Linked DNA regions of Mus musculus: regions 1 and 2 are each linked to region 3. A link is a contact called in public promoter capture Hi-C data. All regions are on one chromosome and are shown on one strand. The core of a region is the stretch at or near the end of the contact, and the rest is flanking DNA. Distances in the headings are between cores, read along the strand shown. Region 1 holds the start of Bms1 (BMS1, ribosome biogenesis factor). Region 2 holds the start of Ankrd26 (ankyrin repeat domain 26). Region 3 holds the start of Ccdc77 (coiled-coil domain containing 77).

Region 1 (4,249 bases), core at 990-3,489, 1.9 Mb before region 3:
TTCCACGAAGCACACTTGGCAAAGCAGACCAAGCAGTCAGACTGAGGAGGTGCACATCAGCATTGTATGTCTGAGAAGTTACCTTCTGAGTTACAGGCAAGTCAGTAAAAGCAACCATGTGGTAATCGGATGTAACAACATCGGTGTTATATATTCTGTTTGACCAAACAGCAATCCCTTGGCACAGCAGTCTATGGAGGCACTCCCTACCTGACACAATTGTCACAGGGCCTCTGATCTCACTCAATTTCTGTCTGGTAAAATTCCGAATCAGGCATCGTATCAAAGTGCTCTTTCCAACTTTTGGAGGTCCCATCACCACTACCACTATTGGTGGGGGCTCCAGTGGAGTTCTGTCAACCACTGGAATGTGATGCTTTTTCGTCTTTAAGTCCTGAGTCCTATGTGTTTACAAAAATAAAACAAAACAAAGTTTACTTCCAAAACACAAAAGATCTTTTAAAAGTCCAGATGGTATAGAGACCAGATAATACATGGATCCAATTAACTTTATTTTAACCGGTTAACTTCTAACCCCCTCCTCACCCAAAAGTTATTCTTCAGTAAAGATAAAACAGATGACTAAAAAATAAAGTTAATAATCAAACACATCATGACACTGACTTGGCTTTAATGTTTAAGAGAATTAAGGGGAACCATAGTGACGAGATGTTATAAAACAAGTCAGGTGTAGGAGACAGGGTAAATGTTCTATCAACTGGCTATTGAACTTGTGCTCTGAATCTGTTTTCTTATCCACAGATGAGAATAATTCCTAACTTCTTAATGCTGTTGAAAGAATTCAATTAGGTAACATTTAAAGAAAACTGCTGGCTATATATTATTATCTCCCTAAATACAGTTATTTTAGTATTTTACATTAAAAGTATTGGGGGGGAACCACCAACACTTTAACTGCCATGGAGATATGCAAAGTTTAGGAGATTTTTTTGTGTGTGATCTAAATTGTGTAAATTCTTCTTCTTGGACAAGAAAGAAAGAAGGACAGAAAGAAAGAAAACAAAGAAAAAAGTGGGGAAAGGCAAAGGGCAGGTGTTAGAGGGAAAATGTTTCTTTGACAGAGCTCTGACATTTTAGGAAAAGCCATACGGCATGCCTACTATGGCATGCCTACGTCCTTCAGACCTGAGTTAAGACTCACAAGGCAAATGCCATCTGGGAGAGGCTCCCAGTACTTAAGGGAAGACCCACTAACCCCAGGTAAACACACCTGTGAAAGGACCTCGCCATCCGCACAGCTGACTGCACTGCGAAAGCTTTGGGGTTTCTCTTCCGGGCATCCTCTTCATCTCCAAGCTGTAGGTCTTGCAGGTGCCGTTTCTTTTTCTTCTCAGCTTTAGGCCCACTGTGCTTCTTCCTATGTTTCTTGTGGTCCTTGGTCTCCATGGTGGCTATTTATCTACTACAAATAAGTCTTACCTACACGGAACAGGGAGGACGGTGGTGGTAATCAATTATAATCAGGGTAACACAGGAGGGCAGTAATTTAATTTACTTAAGTGCTGATGTATTTGTTCATTGAATGGAGGTAGAAAATGTTTAGCCAGTATCTTCAAATTCACGTCCCTTTCTTACGCCATAAAGTATAAGAGTTAGCAGCACCAACACTATCCTTCTTATGTTTTATGTTGAAGCCATTTCGACAGTGCTCATTTTTTGTAATGACAGAAATACATCCTACCTGCTGTTCTCAGTACAGAAGCCTTGTGAACTACACGTGGTTACAGAGAATTTCAAGCGTACCTTCGGAAACTGAAAACTATCTTAAGTTTAAATTAATTTTAAACTTAGTCGCACGTGACTAGTGCCTACTATTCTAGGTAGCTTAGGCTGAAGTGTCCTTTTAACTTAAAACGAAAACAAACATACAAGTTTAAGACATCCGAACAGTGCTGAGCAGACTCGCCTCTCAGCTCCTGGAGGAAGCACATTTTCCCCTCCCGGTGATCTATTTTTGCTGGGAGAAGAACACGCAGCCGAGCTGGGCAGGAGCCCTCCCTGCTCGAGTGACCCGCTCCCCATCCAGCACTGCACGAACCCACGCCCTCCACACTCCCGGGAGCACCTCTCCGGCGGCCGAGAAACTTGCCTTCCAGCCCAGACGCAGCCTGGGAGCAGCCTGTCGGGAGGTCGAGGACCGACCGAACCGGGAAGCCGACGGGGCTCGCGAAAGCACTCGGACTCACGGCAGCAACCGCTCCAGCCCGCAAGCACGACGCCGGAAGCGGAAACTGTCCTTCTGCTTGTACCCGTCGGAGGGAAACGAGCAAAGAAGAGGGGAAAAAAAGGAACCCGTGGACGGACGACTTTCAGGGGAAAGCCGGAAGTAAGCTCTGGGTTGGCTGAGGGTTGCGCAAGCGCACTTTCAGATTTCGCACGGACTGCCCTCTCCTTCGGGTCCCAGCCACTCTGAGAGTCGGGCTCTCAGCCAGCGCGACCTGGCTTCAGAGGATCCGCGCGGCGCTGGGCCCTGGCCCGCTTATTTGAGTAGCAGAGGAACGCTGGAAGGACGCCCGAGTCATCGCCAGTCCCAACTTGAAAGCTGTGAATTCCGCCGCCCCATCCGCTAGGCTACCGCTCCCTGTCACCGCTGCCAGAGCTGTCCTCACGGGTTTTCAGCGCTCTGCTGCCCTCTTGTGCCAGGACCGACGGGCTGAGGGCAGGGTGCTCCTCTGTGCTCCTGGAGAGGGCGTTTTCTTCAGAAAACGTCTTAGCTTGCCATTTTGTGTGCATGTGTGGCTATGTGTGTCGTGTGTCTTGTGTCTCTGTGCTCAGCCTTGCATCCCCAGGACTCAGTCCAGTCCTGGGGAATAGCCCTCAAACCCCCAGTCCCGGTTATTTGCTACAGTTATGCTGGACTCAAAACTGAGCTCATCTCAAGGAGAATAAGAAGTAGGGTTTTTTCCTTGCGCCAAATAAGAGTGACTGCGGCCTGGGAATACGGATTCAGGTTCCCACAAAATAGCATGTTCATGCAAAACACAGCTCTCACCTCAATGAGCCAAGAACATGGGTTCAGTTGCCTCAAAGTCTCCCATTTTGTACCTTTTAATAGCACACCAACACAAAACAGCTCTAAAGGTTCATATGGAAATTATGAAACAAAATCAAAGGTTTAGCAAATGATAGTTTGTGAGGTTGGCCCTCCTATTTCTCTCTCCCCATCCTTTGACTATCATTCCAGTGACCATCATTCTAGCCTTTCTGCACATTCCAGAGCAACGCCCCAATTTCTGCAGGAAGTAGTTATAGAAAAGACTACATTGCCCTTTATCATCAACAAAAGGATTGGAATGTAAGATCGCAAACTGAGGACAAATGGCTGACAGAGGTGTCTATTGAACAAGTCAAACAGCCCTCAGTCCCAACCTGTGACAGGGTCATCCTGCCTGGCAACTATCCCCCTAGCTGAACCACCAAATGAGGCCTATGAGAAATTTCTCATACAGTCCAACGCTGGAAGAACTCAGGGCAGACACCATAGTGCTTGCTAACTCACTCATTAGGCTTATGCTTGCCTTATTTTCTTACATAGCACAGTATCACTTGCCCAGGGAATGGTGGTACCCATAGTGGGCCTGGCTATCCTAAATCAATTAATAATCAAGTCCAGCCCTCCAGTCATACCTATAAGCCAATCAGATTTATGCAATTCCTTAACTGAGACTTTCTTATTGGACCATCATATGACTCTGGACTGTGTCAAGTTGACATTGAGAGGTAACTAGACAACTAGTCAGTTAGTTTTCTTAAGGCACTAAACACTAAGGACATTTTTCATAGGCATACTAAAGAGATTTTAGCATGTTTGTTTCATTATCCCCAAATGGTTGCTTAGAACGCAATGGCTAAGATATGGAGCTGCAGAACATTCTGTTACAAAGTAGATGCCCAAAGATGCTGGGAGTTAGTGGACGGGGGTTGGGTGAGAGACATGGCCTTTGACATAGGGAATGGGATCCACTTTAATTCTGAGACACTGGAGTTAAGGTGCCTGAAGGCGTGTGGTGTGAATGTTGACATTTGAGTATGCTGGGGCTTGGTGTGCATGACAAATGTGGTATCTCTCTGGGGGTAAGCTCTCGTGAGTCCTGAAATATTAGAAAATGTGTTCTATGTAATCCTCAATAAATAAAAAAACTTTTGAGTGAACAGTTTGTATCTCTAGTTAAATAGACAAGTCACATTTATGACACTAGATAAGGCCATTTTGTTCACTGATACTATT
Region 2 (3,809 bases), core at 1,290-3,789, 1.8 Mb before region 3:
TCTCTGGACAAAGGCATTGGCCACAAAAGCCCAACAACCTCAATACACTCCCTAAATCCTATGTTAAAAGGAGAACTGACTCCTGAAAGTTATCTGGCTTCCACAAGCACAGCATGGCATACACACATCTTCACTAACACACACACACACACAGACACACTCTCATCTATCTATCTATCTATCTATCTATCTATCTATCTATCTATCTACCTACCTATCTATCATCTATCTCTCTTAAGAATATTAAAAAGAAAGAAAATAGAGCGACAGCCCTGGCCACAAGGCGAGCCTGCAGTTCTTGTGTATGTGTGCATGGGTGAGGGGCAGGTATGACAGGGGACAGATAAAGAGATGAGAACTGGGGATGGAAAGGACTAACAGTATACCAGCAAACCCCAGGCTATGAATACAAAAGAATAAACCATATTTGAACCAATGGGGTGGGTGGGGGAGATCCCCTGAATAACACTACTGTTTGTCTGAGTGAAACACATCTCACTAAAGCCACACAAACTAAAGGATGGAAGCAGACGTACTTCCCCTCCCACCCACGATACAAAGCAACATAAAAATCAGTGCATCTACTGGGAAGCCCTAAGCAACACCAGCTTCAGCAGGAACACTGCTCTCATCTATCTATCTATCTATCTATCTATCTATCTATCTATCTATCTATAACACACATATATACTAATATATATACATATGTGTGTATATATATTATATATATACATACATACTGTGAACACTTTGCAAGTATACAGTCCCTTTATCCTCAGATTTTGTTCAATGGGTCTTGAGAATGCTTCATTTTAAAAAGCTCAATGTTAGAAAGTATCCTGAGGATACACTACAAACCTGCATTCAATCACCAATACACGGATACATACACGGGTGTGTACACACACACTCACACACACTCACACACACAGTGGTTCTGCAGTCGTTCCTCATCTCTTTGTTTTGTTTTGGTACTTTTCTCACTGTGTTTTCTTTTAGTGTTTAACTTATATTCTATCAGGGATTTATTTTAGTGACATAGAAATGTTGCTAGTTTTCTCCAAACAAGTCAACAACCATTTCATTCCTAAGTGTTTGTTCCCTACTAACTGGGGTGTCACCAGAATCAACTTCTAAATTCTTTTTTGGTTTTTTTGTTTGTTTGTTTGGTTGGTTGGTTTTTTCGTTTTGTTTTGTTTTTTGAGACAGGATTTCTCTGTGTAGCCTTGGTTGTCACGGAGCTCACTCTGTAGACCAGGCTGGCCCCGAACTCAGAAATCCACCTGCCTCTGCCTCCCAAGTGCTGGGATTAAAGGCATGAGCCACCACTGCCCAGCAATATCTAAATTCTTACATATACTTGATTGGATATGTTCTGGGTTTTCTATTCCACCCTGCTCACTGCTGTGTCTCTTTGGCTGCTAGTAAACGACTGACTTGTGAAAACTAGTAGTTTTATCCTTTAGAAAGTTTTTTTTTTCTCGTCTCATCACAAAATCAAAAGCAACATAAGAAACTCAAAATTGTTAAAACGCTGACGGTCGGGTTTGGCTTACGTTAAATTGATCAGGATATTCAGAGTTCGAGTTCTGGGAATTACCAATCTTTGACTCGAGAATATGGAACTATTTTCCCACTTCAAAATGCAGTAAAAACAAACCAACCAACCAAAACCATTCACACAGGTGTACGGCAGTGATAAGATGGATCCTGTATGTTAGTGGAAGAATTTTTAACCTTGAACAGAAACATTTCTCCTATTATGTATTTCTACAACATAAAACTTTCTTATATGTATGCAGAAAGTTAAAATGTTAGTTAACTCGCTTTACATTGCCAGTGAAGGGAACTGTCAGTGGATCAGAAACCAGCTGAAGTGTTTTTTGTTGCTGTCCTTGCTGTTCATACAGGTCAGGGCTTAGACCCCACTAAGACTTAGGCATTCAAAGCCAGGTGGGAAGAGTCAAGCTTCCTTAATGAAAGATAGACTCTCTGTCTTCCAGCCCCAAAGCCAGACAAGGTAGGTGCACGCTCCCCCACCAGCTTCGTCCCGCCCCGCTAACTGGCGGGCCATTTATTACCTGTCCTTCTTGTCTCTATCGTTCACGCCACTTTTTCCAAGGATAAGGATATGCTGCACTTTGGCTACATCTCCCACGCTTGCAGCCTTGTGGATCTTGCCCATATCCTTGTCGTGAATATGGTACCTGGGCACGTGGGAGCCACTAGCACTCTCGCGTCCAAAGCCCACGCAGTTGCTGCGCGGGCGGGCAGAGGGGCCTAAGGGCGATGGGCCCTTACTCCTGAAGCCAAAAATCTTCTTCATGGCAGAGGGTACGCCCCTCACAGGCACCTTCTTCCCCGCGCAACGTTGGCTGACAACACAACGCAGCTAGGGCACTTATTGAAAAGCCGGCCTAGACGCACGGGATCCCACCGGGAAAGACGCTGCATGGCCCGGCAGGTTTTTAAAGCACAATAATCGCCAAGCCGAGCTGCAAACTAGCAACCCGCGCCTTCTTGCTGCCGCGCATGCTCACACAGGCCCAGCAGCGACCAGTGCCCAGCACGCGTGCGCACGGCCAGGCTCCGCCTTCTTTGCTGTTCAGGAGGTCAGGGCGCTGCAACCTAGCGGGTTCTCTAACCCGGGGTTTAAGGCGGAGGTGGGCAGTGTGTTGTTTCCAGAGGCCCGGGTTAGCCTCGGTTTGGGCGTGATCGCTGCAAGGCTTCAACAGGAATGGGGGTCGCTCAGCAGCGTGGAACCCAGACCCAGTACTCCAGGACTGCGGGCATTGAGGGCGCCTGGCAGATGGGCGCAGAACCTTCTGGAGTCCGGCCTCCCTGCTTAGCTTTGGCCTTGTGTTTCAGTGGCAGTTAAACCTGTTGGGGAGCAAACCTATTGGACTCTAGGTAGGCGATAATCAAAAAGTAAACTACAAACAGCATGGATGGAATCGTGGCGTGGAAGAGTAAGGGAAGAGATTTTGTTAAGCTAAGTAGTTTGGGAATTAGTGCAATAAATGATCGTGTTTCACAGCCTAAAGAGTCAGTATATGAGTTAGACAAGCTGATGGGAGGTAAGAAGAAAAGGTTGTCTGCATTTGGGATCTGAATGAAACGATATGATGTGTGTAAATTTTTGGTTTTGGACCTGGAAAAAGTAATACTTAGTAAGCAGTTTTCCAGTGTAAGTGTTCACCTTGACGTTTTAAATTGTTAATAAATTTTGTCAATCTAAAGCCACAACTCACCTCAAAGGGAATAAAATACCGTTCGTGCCTAATAGGACCTCCAGTGGCCGCAGGAACTACCTCAAATTCAGGCTACCTCAAATCCTGTTTCATGTTCCAATTTTAATAGAAACGACAACAAATCAACCCACTTTTCAGATACGTCGGTGGGTACGTCAGGTAAGTGGGTTTTGTGTTAACACCCCTCAGATGGCAGTTGATGAATTTCTTACCCCCTTTGGCTGATGGAAGCTAGGAGTCCCAGTGGACATTCCAAAGGCTTTACCTCCTGGACATAAAGAAGCTAGGTCCCACGCACAGGAGAACACGATGGCTCAATGTGATTTGCTTCTGGACTTGCAACGTTCAAAACTTGCTACGGCAGTAGTTCAGATCAGTCAGTTCCTATGGTACAGCTTCTTTTTTTTTTTAATTTTTAATTTTTTATTAGATATTTTCTTTACATTTCGAATGTTATCAGCTTTCCTATCCTACCCCCTCCCCCTGCTCCCCAACCCACAGGAATCCCACTTCTGCAGTGTGGATCTGTAATACATGCTGTACTCAATGGAATGATTC
Region 3 (3,787 bases), core at 469-2,968:
TGGCTCTAATAATTTTAAAAATATGATTATTTTATGTGTATGGGTGTTTTCCCTGCATGTGTGTCTGTGCACTAGATGCATGTTTACTGTGAGCTGCCATGTGGGTGCTGGGAATCAAACCCAGGTCCCTTGGAAGAGCTGCCTGTGTTCTCAAACACTTGAACCGTCCCTCTAGCCCCTGTCTAATGATTTAAGGGAAAGGTTAGGCCATACTTTTCTAGATTCTCATATCCAGCCTGAGTTCCAGGACAACCAGCATTATATAGTGATAGATACCTTGTTCCAAAAAAAACAAAACAAACAAACAAACAAAACAAAACAAAAAAATCACAAGCTGACAAGTGGCTACTTACAGACACGAACATTAAATAAAGCCTAGAATTCAGAACTTTCTATTTTAGAGCCTAACCTCTCTTCCCTGACTTATTTTTATCTCTTTCCCCAGATATACCCTGTTTTTATAAAATGTTTTTTTTGTTTGTTTTTTTGGACAGGATCTCACTACGGCTGGCTTGGAACTATGTAAACCAGGCTGGTCTAAAACTTACAGAGATTGCCTGCCTCTGGCTCCCGAGCACTGGGATTAAAAGCTTATACACCACGCCAGAGGCACATAATGTTCTTGGTTCTATGCCTTTGCTCATGAGCTTCCTGGCAGTTCAATTATAACTCCTTCCACAACTCTAGTAAATTCACTTAATCAAGTGTATTCTGCATGTAAAATTCATCTTAAATACTATTTCTTCCATCTCTTTCTTGAGTTTTTCCATTCAAGACGATCTAGAAAGCCAATTGTAGTGGCATCTGTCATTAAAAGCTAGCACTGGGAAGATCACCCAACATTGAGGGCAGCCTAGGGTACAGAGTTGAATTCCAGGCAAGCCCGGAACAGAGCAAGGTCTTGTCTCAAATAAACAACAGAAAAACCATAAACTGATTGTGTACTTGTACTCCCAACACTCAGAAGACCGAGACAAGAGTATAATGCCAAGAGTTTGAGACCAGTCTGGTACATATAGTGAACTGCAAGCCCACGTGGGCTGCAGAGTAAGATTCCCGAATCAAAAAACAAAAACGAATAATTAAAAAAATTTAAAAGCTTTTTTTCCCCCCTCACTGATAAATGCCTGTATTTGCAGTTTTACTATGATAACCTATCTTCCAGGCAGACAGAAGCCATCTTAATCCTACCTTGCAAGGCAGGAATGCCTCTATTTATATAAAAGGTGATGGGTTTCTGTTTTGTAGGTGTAAGAGATCGAATTGAGGGCACAGGCGTGCTAAGCAAACACTCTACATATTGGCCACAACCCCGTCCCTAAAAAGTCGTATTTACCCGCATAACCACTTTCTGAAGTATTTTTATTATCCCTTATTTTTCAAACGAGGAAATCGAAGCTTAAGCAAGTGGGAGGAAGACGGAGACGGAACTCCGTCCATCTCAGGACGTCTGGATCCTGTTCTCTGGCAAGTTCATACAGTTCTTGAGCAGATCTTTGCTCAGTCATTCTTAAAGCTCTCCGCGTCCCGGAAACTTCTCTTTTTACAGACAATCTTTCCTTGACTGGCCCTAGGTTTAGTCTCCTGTAGCTCCCTTCCGCACTGATTACTAAGGCTTTTATCCCACCATATTTACTCCCCAAAAAACTTTCACCCTTTCCCTGAAATCCACACTCACCAAGTGCTAACCCCTGGCGTCCAACAACGCAACCGAAAAACAACTCAAATCAGCGAGCATCTACAAAATCCTACCAATCGCTCACGAGCTCAGGCGGCCTTTTAGGTTGCACACCAATAGGACGGTTGTTCACCCAGCAGTACTTCCCATCTTGCCTTGCGCCTCACCGGCAGAGGTTCCTGGGAAGTGTAGTTTCTCTTCTGCACACAGCATTGCGCAAAGACAGAATGCGTGTGGAGGGGGGAGGTAAGTATCCCTTGGCTGTTAGAACTCGTTTTGACAACTCAGTCTAAACTCACTTAACTATTTTCCTTTAATGAAACCTGTTGCATAAATGACATACATAATCACGAGAACTCCTCGGAGAGTTTAGTACACATTATCATTTGTTTCGAGTGAGCCTTTAGTTTGTTTCAAGTGAGCCTAAGAAACGTTCTACAAATCCTACGGAGTTGTAAAAGCCTGTAATCCCAATTCCTGAGAAGGGACATAAAAAGGATCAGGAGTTTGAGGGGAGGGGAGGGGAGGGGAGGGGAGGGGAGGGGAGGGGAGGGGAGGGGAGGGGAGGAGAGGAGAGGAGAGGAGAGGAGGAGACAGAGTTTTCTATGCCTTAGCTTAGATGTAATTAAAGAGGGATGGTTGTGAGCCACCATATGGGTGTGAGGAACCAAACCAGGACTCACTATGTATCCAGTTTAGCTTGGATCTTGCTGTGTAGAAGCCTCAGAGATCCTCCTGCATCTACCCTCAAATTCTGGGACTCAGGCATAAGCCCAGTGTATGGGAGGCAGGGGCAGCCAGCTGGGTCTACACAGCAAGTTCTAGGGCAGAACTACACCCTTAAACAAACAACAAACAAAACAAACACACAGAGAGGTATTATAGCTCATCACCTCTGACTCCAAACACATTTTAATGGCTCTTTGCTTGTTTGCTCAGTCATTGGATTCACCCTGCGACTGAACTAAGGCTTCAGGAATCATGGTCCTGCCGGGCGTGGTGGCACATGCCTTTAATCCCAGCACTCGGGAGGCAGAGGCAGGCCTCAGATTTCTGAGTTCGAGGCCAGCCTGGTCTACAAAGTGAGTTCCAGGATAGCCAGGGCTATACAGAGAAACCCTGTCTCAACAAAACAAAACAAAACAAAACAAAACAAAACAAAACAAAACCAAAAAAGGAATCATGGTTACTTAATGGTAAACAAGTATTCTACCACTGAACTATACTTCTCACCCAAGCCTGACTCCAAGAATTTCCCAGGGACTAACCAAAATAGAATAACAAAGAAGGAAAAACTATAAACTTTCTCTTTATCCTTTCCTATGACATGAATAGGAAAACCAATGATATTTGAAATATCATATTGAAAAAATTGTGTACACTTATCAGTGAGCCACTGAAGTTGACATAGGCATAAAAGCTTCAATTTTCAAGCTTTCCAAATTTTAAAGTAATGCTACTATGCATTGCAGAATTGATCCTTTCTTGTGTAACTTCCTTTTATATATCCTCTTTTGTTGCTGAGACAGGGTTCCCCAACTAGTGTTGGGTTTAGAGGCATGAGCCACCACCCTCAGCTCTTCATATATCCTCCTGATGTTTAAATGAGACTGACTAGACATAACATTTGAATATGTAATCCCTTGACTGGAGACAAGTCCCAGTCTTTTGACCTCCTATTGTGGGCAGTAGGCACATACATACCTGCAGACAAAACACTCATGAAGTAAATCTAAAATTTTAATATTATGGTATAAATTATAGCATAAATACTATTTTTAAAAGCATGGTTCAGCCGGGTGTGGTGGCGCACGCCTTTGATCCCAGCACTCGGGAGGCAGAGGCAGGCGGATTTCTGAGTTCAAGGCCAGCCTGGTCTACAGTGTGAGTTCCAGGACAGCCAGGGCTACACAGAGAAACCCTGTCTCGAAAAAACCAAAAAAAAAAAAAAAAAAAAAAAAAAAAAAGCATGGTTCATTCCTTCCTATATATTTCCAATTTTTAGAGGAATCTATTATATATATATACACACACACACACACATACACACATTGTTGCTGACTTCAGACACACCAGAAGAGTGCATTGGATCCCATTACAGATGGTTGT

What was found. Promoter capture Hi-C pulls out the DNA fragments that hold promoters and counts their contacts.
Region 1: a promoter capture Hi-C map of hippocampal neurons shows a contact between it and region 3, with 9 times the contacts expected there. The contact joins the promoter of Bms1 here to the promoter of Ccdc77 in region 3. A contact is called at or near these places in 4 of 39 promoter capture datasets (cranial neural crest, hippocampal neurons, liver and 1 more), 1 of 115 datasets of contacts at active chromatin or transcription factors (astrocytes) and 1 of 9 other capture datasets (adipose tissue).
Region 2: a contact with region 3 is called in a promoter capture Hi-C map of hippocampal neurons, with 7 times the contacts expected there. The contact joins the promoter of Ankrd26 here to the promoter of Ccdc77 in region 3. A contact is called at or near these places in 8 of 39 promoter capture datasets (the 3T3-L1 cell line, 3T3-L1-derived adipocytes, cranial neural crest and 4 more), 1 of 115 datasets of contacts at active chromatin or transcription factors (astrocytes) and 2 of 9 other capture datasets (adipose tissue and embryonic tail).

What each region holds. Positions count from the first base shown.
Region 1 is chr6:118,417,178-118,421,426 of GRCm38.p6, forward strand. It overlaps Bms1 (BMS1, ribosome biogenesis factor), which reads right to left and starts at 2,240. Exons shown (of 23, transcript NM_194339.1): 1 at 2,111-2,240; 2 at 1,232-1,440; 3 at 211-401. The coding sequence starts at 1,407.
Region 2 is chr6:118,559,732-118,563,540 of GRCm38.p6, forward strand. Ankrd26 (ankyrin repeat domain 26) reads right to left here and starts at 2,540. Exons shown (of 34, transcript NM_001081112.2): 1 at 2,082-2,540. The coding sequence starts at 2,326.
Region 3 is chr6:120,355,649-120,359,435 of GRCm38.p6, forward strand. Ccdc77 (coiled-coil domain containing 77) reads right to left here and starts at 1,719. Exons shown (of 12, transcript NM_001381936.1): 1 at 1,679-1,719.